Linked DNA regions of Mus musculus: region 2 is linked to region 1. Evidence: chromatin contacts called from public HiChIP or PLAC-seq data. All regions are on one chromosome and are shown on one strand. The core of a region is the stretch at or near the end of the contact, and the rest is flanking DNA. Distances in the headings are between cores, read along the strand shown. Region 1 overlaps Lhx9 (LIM homeobox protein 9). Region 2 overlaps Crb1 (crumbs family member 1, photoreceptor morphogenesis associated).

Evidence for each region. HiChIP or PLAC-seq counts read pairs in DNA pulled down with a chosen protein or histone mark.
Region 2: a contact with region 1 is called in an H3K4me3 HiChIP or PLAC-seq map of craniofacial prominence, with 4 times the contacts expected there. The contact joins two enhancer-like sites. A contact is called at or near these places in 8 of 39 promoter capture datasets (HPC-7-derived erythroid cells, embryonic stem cells, hippocampal neurons and 4 more), 1 of 15 datasets of contacts at CTCF or cohesin (stem cell-derived epiblast-like cells), 5 of 484 Hi-C or Micro-C datasets (embryonic fibroblasts, embryonic stem cells and ventricular fibroblasts), 12 of 115 datasets of contacts at active chromatin or transcription factors (bone marrow-derived macrophages, craniofacial prominence, embryonic basal ganglia and 7 more) and 4 of 9 other capture datasets (adipose tissue, embryonic stem cells, liver and 1 more).

The regions. Positions count from the first base shown.
Region 1 is chr1:138,830,043-138,832,761 of GRCm38.p6, reverse strand. Lhx9 (LIM homeobox protein 9) reads left to right here. Exons shown (of 5, transcript NM_001042577.1): 4 at 1-60; 5 at 1,138-1,818. The coding sequence ends at 1,395. Among named protein-coding and RNA genes, the nearest start is that of Lhx9, 11 kb to the left of the region's middle. Within about 2 kb of position 1,266, at least 52 of the 459 cell types and tissues checked have an H3K27ac peak or open chromatin away from gene starts, as enhancers often do. A contact at or near this core is called in craniofacial prominence, where this site is marked.
Region 2 is chr1:139,245,977-139,248,676 of GRCm38.p6, reverse strand. Crb1 (crumbs family member 1, photoreceptor morphogenesis associated) reads left to right here. Exons shown (of 12, transcript NM_133239.2): 6 at 1-558. Among named protein-coding and RNA genes, the nearest start is that of Gm41960, 80 kb to the right of the region's middle. Within about 2 kb of position 1,421, at least 4 of the 459 cell types and tissues checked have an H3K27ac peak or open chromatin away from gene starts, as enhancers often do. A contact at or near this core is called in craniofacial prominence, where this site is marked.

The DNA of each region.
Region 1 (2,719 bases), core at 17-2,516:
GATGCCAAGGACCTCAAACAGCTTGCTCAAAAAACAGGCCTGACCAAAAGAGTTTTACAGGTAAGCCACATCCGTCATTGGCTTTGTTTATATCTCCTCCCTTCCCCCTGACCTTGACCGGTTCTCTTCCCTAATCACTTGGACATGACTATTTCCTACTCTGCTTCCTAGTCGGCTCCTTCCTTAGTAATCTTCCTACAGGGACTTCCTGGAGGGAACTCAGGGATGGATAGACATCCAGGATTCACATTCTCCCTACAGATGCAGAGGTGGGCTCCAAAACCTCATTGCTGTATCCGTGGCAATACTTAAACAAGTATTGCCTGTAGAGATACCCTCTCAAGTCGGGTTTAGTGTACTAGTTTCTAAGGATCTACTGTCCCATATCCACAAAATCTTGGCAGCCCACCCCTATGTTATGACTTTCCGAATTCAAGTGGCCCGACCCTAGCCCTTGAGCAGTCAAAAATAAGGCTAGTATCTCAGTAAGCTGTTAGAGTAGGAATTTTTCCATTTTACCAATTCGTAATTAAAAAACCAGGAATTCTTCCTGGTGTTGAATTTCGTTCCCAGACTTTTGGGAAGATTTATAAGATTACACAGGGTTGCCATGAGCGACCTGCCATCTCCCCCTCAGTGACCAATAGCAGACATTTTCTGCTCTCCTGTGCTTCTCTGGTAGTTTGGGGTCTGTGACTGGGAAGAGTTTGCACAGAATTTGTCAGGTGACAGACTAGCAACCGGCTTAAACTTTCTGGTGTTCCCTTCAAGTGAGTAGTTCCTACTTTGACACTTTTATTTAATGACCTCGTTTTTCCCTATTCTTTTGAGGGATGGTATATTTCCCCCTAGATTCCATGCCTTTGTTTCTTGTAGTATCTCCGTTTCAGCATCAGTTATCCCAAGTGGCACATTTAATTCAGGAATATATAAATTAAGAGAGTATAAATCTATTCTACTACTGGAATTAGTTTATTTTGAAAGAAGTAGAAAAAGTCCACTTTCTTTCCAAGAAAAAAAAATATCTAAAAGGAGAAATAGAGGAAAGAAAAGAAAAAGAGAAAAAAAAAAAAAAAGGAAGAGAGAAAAGAACTTAAAAAAAAATCGATAAAGAAATCAATTGGGATTGGTTTGCAGGTTTGGTTCCAAAACGCACGAGCCAAATTCAGAAGGAACCTTTTGCGGCAGGAGAATGGGGGTGTTGATAAAGCTGACGGCACGTCGCTTCCGGCCCCGCCCTCAGCAGACAGCGGCGCTCTCACTCCACCCGGCACTGCGACCACTTTAACAGACCTGACCAATCCCACTGTCACTGTAGTGACAACTGTGACCTCTAACATGGACAGCCACGAACCCGGAAGCCCCTCACAAACTACCTTAACGAACCTTTTCTAACATTGGTTTTTTTGGTTTTGTTTTTTGTTTTTTGTTTTTTAAAGAATTCTTTCTCTTTTTATTATTATTCTAATATTATTATTTTATTATTTACAAGACTTTTTTTCCTTCTAACCCACAAGATATTTGGGGAATAAAATAGCAGCTTGGTGTGTAGCATCTACACCACTTGGCTATGAGTTTACAGTATTGTCGCTTTTAAATGAACAAATTTGGTCTGCAAGATGTATTTGACCTTTTTTCTTTAATCAGTTTTTTTTTCAGTTGGTAAGGGAAGATTTTGAATCATTCTAATAAGTGCCTCTTAAAATTGTATGTTACTTATTTCCAGAATCTCGAAGGGAAAAAATGGTATTACGATGGGCGAATTATATTCCTTTTCCTGTGATCAGGTTATTAATTGATTTTTCTTACAATTAAAAATGCTTATATTAAAGAAATTTTTAAAAATCAAATATATTATTACTGTTTTTTAACTTGAACTACTAATTCAAGTGAAGACTATAATTAAACAAAAATGCTAATATCAGTTTTAAATAGTAATGATTAACTGGGTGGGCTGTCTGACTCAGGAATGTTACTTCCTGCTGTTAGAGTTGTATAGTCCCCATCCCAACGCTTTATTGCTTAAAAACAAAACAAAACAAAACTTAAACTCCCTGAAAATTACACTTAGAATTTGAAATTCTATACTTTTGACCTCCCAAACACACACACACACACACACACACACACACACACACACAAAGAAAACTCAGCCAGTCTCTGACTGAAACTATTCTTTGTATTTTATCATGATTTTCCTCGAGAAATGGAAATAAGCAAAATACAATTTTTAAGAAGTAAAAATATTGGCATAATTTAATTAATACTTGATTAATTGGCTTCAGCTGTACCATGATATTGTATCTGGCATTCTACATAACTTCTTTTCTTTCTTTCTTTTTCTGTTTTTTTAAACCAACTTAGTAAACTAATACCAACAATGAGAATTATTTGGTTTTCCTTTATTTTATTTTGGCACAGATTGATTTATGTATAATATCTTTTTAACATTACAGATGTGAAGTTGTGACTCTTAAGTAGATAAACTCAGAAGCCTTGTGGATGCCAGGCTGACTATATTTCCTAGTTTACAGTTAGCAAATTTTTTTCTTTTAATTTGAGGTGAAATCTTAATGGTCTGGGCAGTGGTGAATGTTCATCTATCTGCTTCTGTTGTAGTTAAAAAAAATAATAAAACAACTAGATTGTGGATTTCCTAAAATAATAAAAAAAAAGAAGTCAAGATCTATGTCTTGCTTTAGTGGATTGTTAAGAATAA
Region 2 (2,700 bases), core at 172-2,671, 420 kb before region 1:
TCATCCGAGGCAACAAGGACGTGTCTATGAAGCTGGAGTTGCTGAATGGTTGTGTTCACTTATCAATTGAAGTCTGGAATCAGTTAAAGGTGCTCCTGTCTATTTCTCACAACACCAGTGATGGAGAATGGCATTTCGTGGAGGTAACAATCGCAGAAACTCTAACCCTTGCCCTAGTTGGCGGCTCCTGCAAGGAGAAGTGCACCACCAAGTCTTCTGTTCCAGTTGAGAATCATCAATCAATATGTGCTTTGCAGGACTCTTTTTTGGGTGGCTTACCAATGGGGACAGCCAACAACAGTGTGTCTGTGCTTAACATCTATAATGTGCCGTCCACACCTTCCTTTGTAGGCTGTCTCCAAGACATTAGATTTGATTTGAATCACATTACTCTGGAGAACGTTTCATCTGGCCTGTCATCAAATGTTAAAGCAGGCTGCCTGGGAAAGGACTGGTGTGAAAGTCAACCCTGTCAAAACAGAGGACGCTGCATCAACTTGTGGCAGGGTTATCAGTGTGAATGTGACAGGCCCTATACAGGCTCCAACTGCCTGAAAGGTGAGAGGAGTGGGGTGCCCCAGAGTGCTGTGCCTCTGAGCAGAGCCATCTCTAATCACCCAGGGTGCCGTCCCCTGTTAGGAAACATAAGGACCCCTCAGGACTTATGCTGGTATTTGTTCACTAATGAGATAAAATGGCATAGTCATGATATGTATTAATTATGAGTGGGTTTCATAGGATAGCTGAGCTTTTTTGGGCTGAAAAGTAAAATTAATAATAATAACAATAAGCAAATAACTCCAATTAATGTGGTGTTTTATCTAGTTAGCAAAATGCTCTTAGCAATTTGCCATTCATTGTGTATCAGAAATATATAGAAAACTTTAGTTCTTTGTACAAGATGTCATCTTTTAGAGAAAGGGGAGTTTTGGACAGAAAAACTAGTTACTGCCACGTACTAATACCACACCTTGTGCTTGCTAGAGTCTCAGTGAATAAACCCTTTGCTGATCTCTCTGTGTAACTCATACTTCCGTAAGAATCGTGGTTAAGATTAGCATGTTGACAAGCCATCAGTTCTAGTCAAGACTGTCTCCTAAAAGGCCTTGTTTTCTAAAGAGGAGAGATGTCTTCAGTCGGAAAAAGCAAGAAGACATGAACTGTATTATCAGGAAAACTTGGTAGTTGTCACGCACAGATCCGTGATTCCTCTAGTGAATCAGTTTGAAGTGGATTTCCAATCCCTCACTTTTGACATCACTCTGAAGGCTGCCATCAATAGCGATCAATACATACCTGCTCACTTTTATTATTATTATCATGTATTGAGAGGGCTGAAAGGGAACTCTAACAGACTGCTTTGAAGTTCAGCTGCAATTTACTCTAGCATTTTAGAATGAGTCCAAGAAGAACAACATATGGCAAATAGGCTACGCTGTTCCGTATGAAGGAAAATTAAAACCAGCCGTAGCCTATACTCTACTCCATGTTCAATGGCTAAGAATTATTAGAAACTATTCGCAGGTTTTCCCCTAACCACAATATTCATTACAATCATGGACCTGCTTGACAATGAGGCATGGCATCTGCTGCTCCGCGCAATATTTTAAATGGCGTGGCAAGTTGTTTTGTGATTATTTTTAAAGGTGAAATTATGCCGAGGCAATGGTTCACGTTTTGAAGAAAAATCTAATTGACCCAAAGCAATATTTTTACTACATATACAAAATAACAAACAGATGCGGACTAATTTTGACTGGCTTCCAGATGCGGTGACCCTTGAGGTTAGCACTGACCTGGGAATGCTGACTGTCCTAGGAAATAGATTCGAGAGATGCCAAGCCAGCAGGTTCTGGTTTTCTTTACATTTTTTTTTCCAACTTGGAAAATAATGAACTTTTGAAACAAAATTCCTGATTTGGTTACACTTTCCATATTCCCCCAAATAGTGTGATTACACCCCTCCACTCACACCGAGTGTAACTATATCCCCTACCCTTATACAAAGTGTGATTAAATCTTCTATTTTCACAGTTTGAAACTGTTTAGCTCAACATTTGATATCAAATGATTATAGGGCAGGAATTTCATAAAACCCTTCACTTCTGAAAATTTAGGAGGAGAATTTTAAAAGAAAGTTATATTTTTCATGTGACCCTGAGATCATAAAGTTAAAGTATTCTTTATTGCTGAGATCCATAAGGAAATATTTTCTGTATTTTATTCCTTAAACACACACACACACACTTAAGACTCCAAATGAGACTCTATATACATATAGAGCCATTCTATATGCATATTCAGGATGAGGCACACTAAAAATCAAGAGGGGAAGCCATCAAAGTAACAATTTTTTAAAGATGTATTTTATTATTCTATGTGTGTGGGTCTGAGTGTATGCTTCTGCACCAGGTGAGTGGAGATTCCCCTGGAACAGGAGTTAATGACAGTTTTGAGCTGCCTGATGTGGGTATTGGGATCAAACCTTGGTCCTCTACAAGGACAGCTCATACTTTTAACCACTGAGTCACCTCTCCAGTTCTCAAACAATGATTTTGGAACAATGCTTGCCAGTGTTAAACCCAATGAAAGAAGAAGGCATGTTGAATAAAGGGTGGAGTTATCTGAATGATACAAAATGTAGATAGACATTGCCAATATCTTGAAACTGATCTCAAGTCATTTATGCCCCCCATAAGG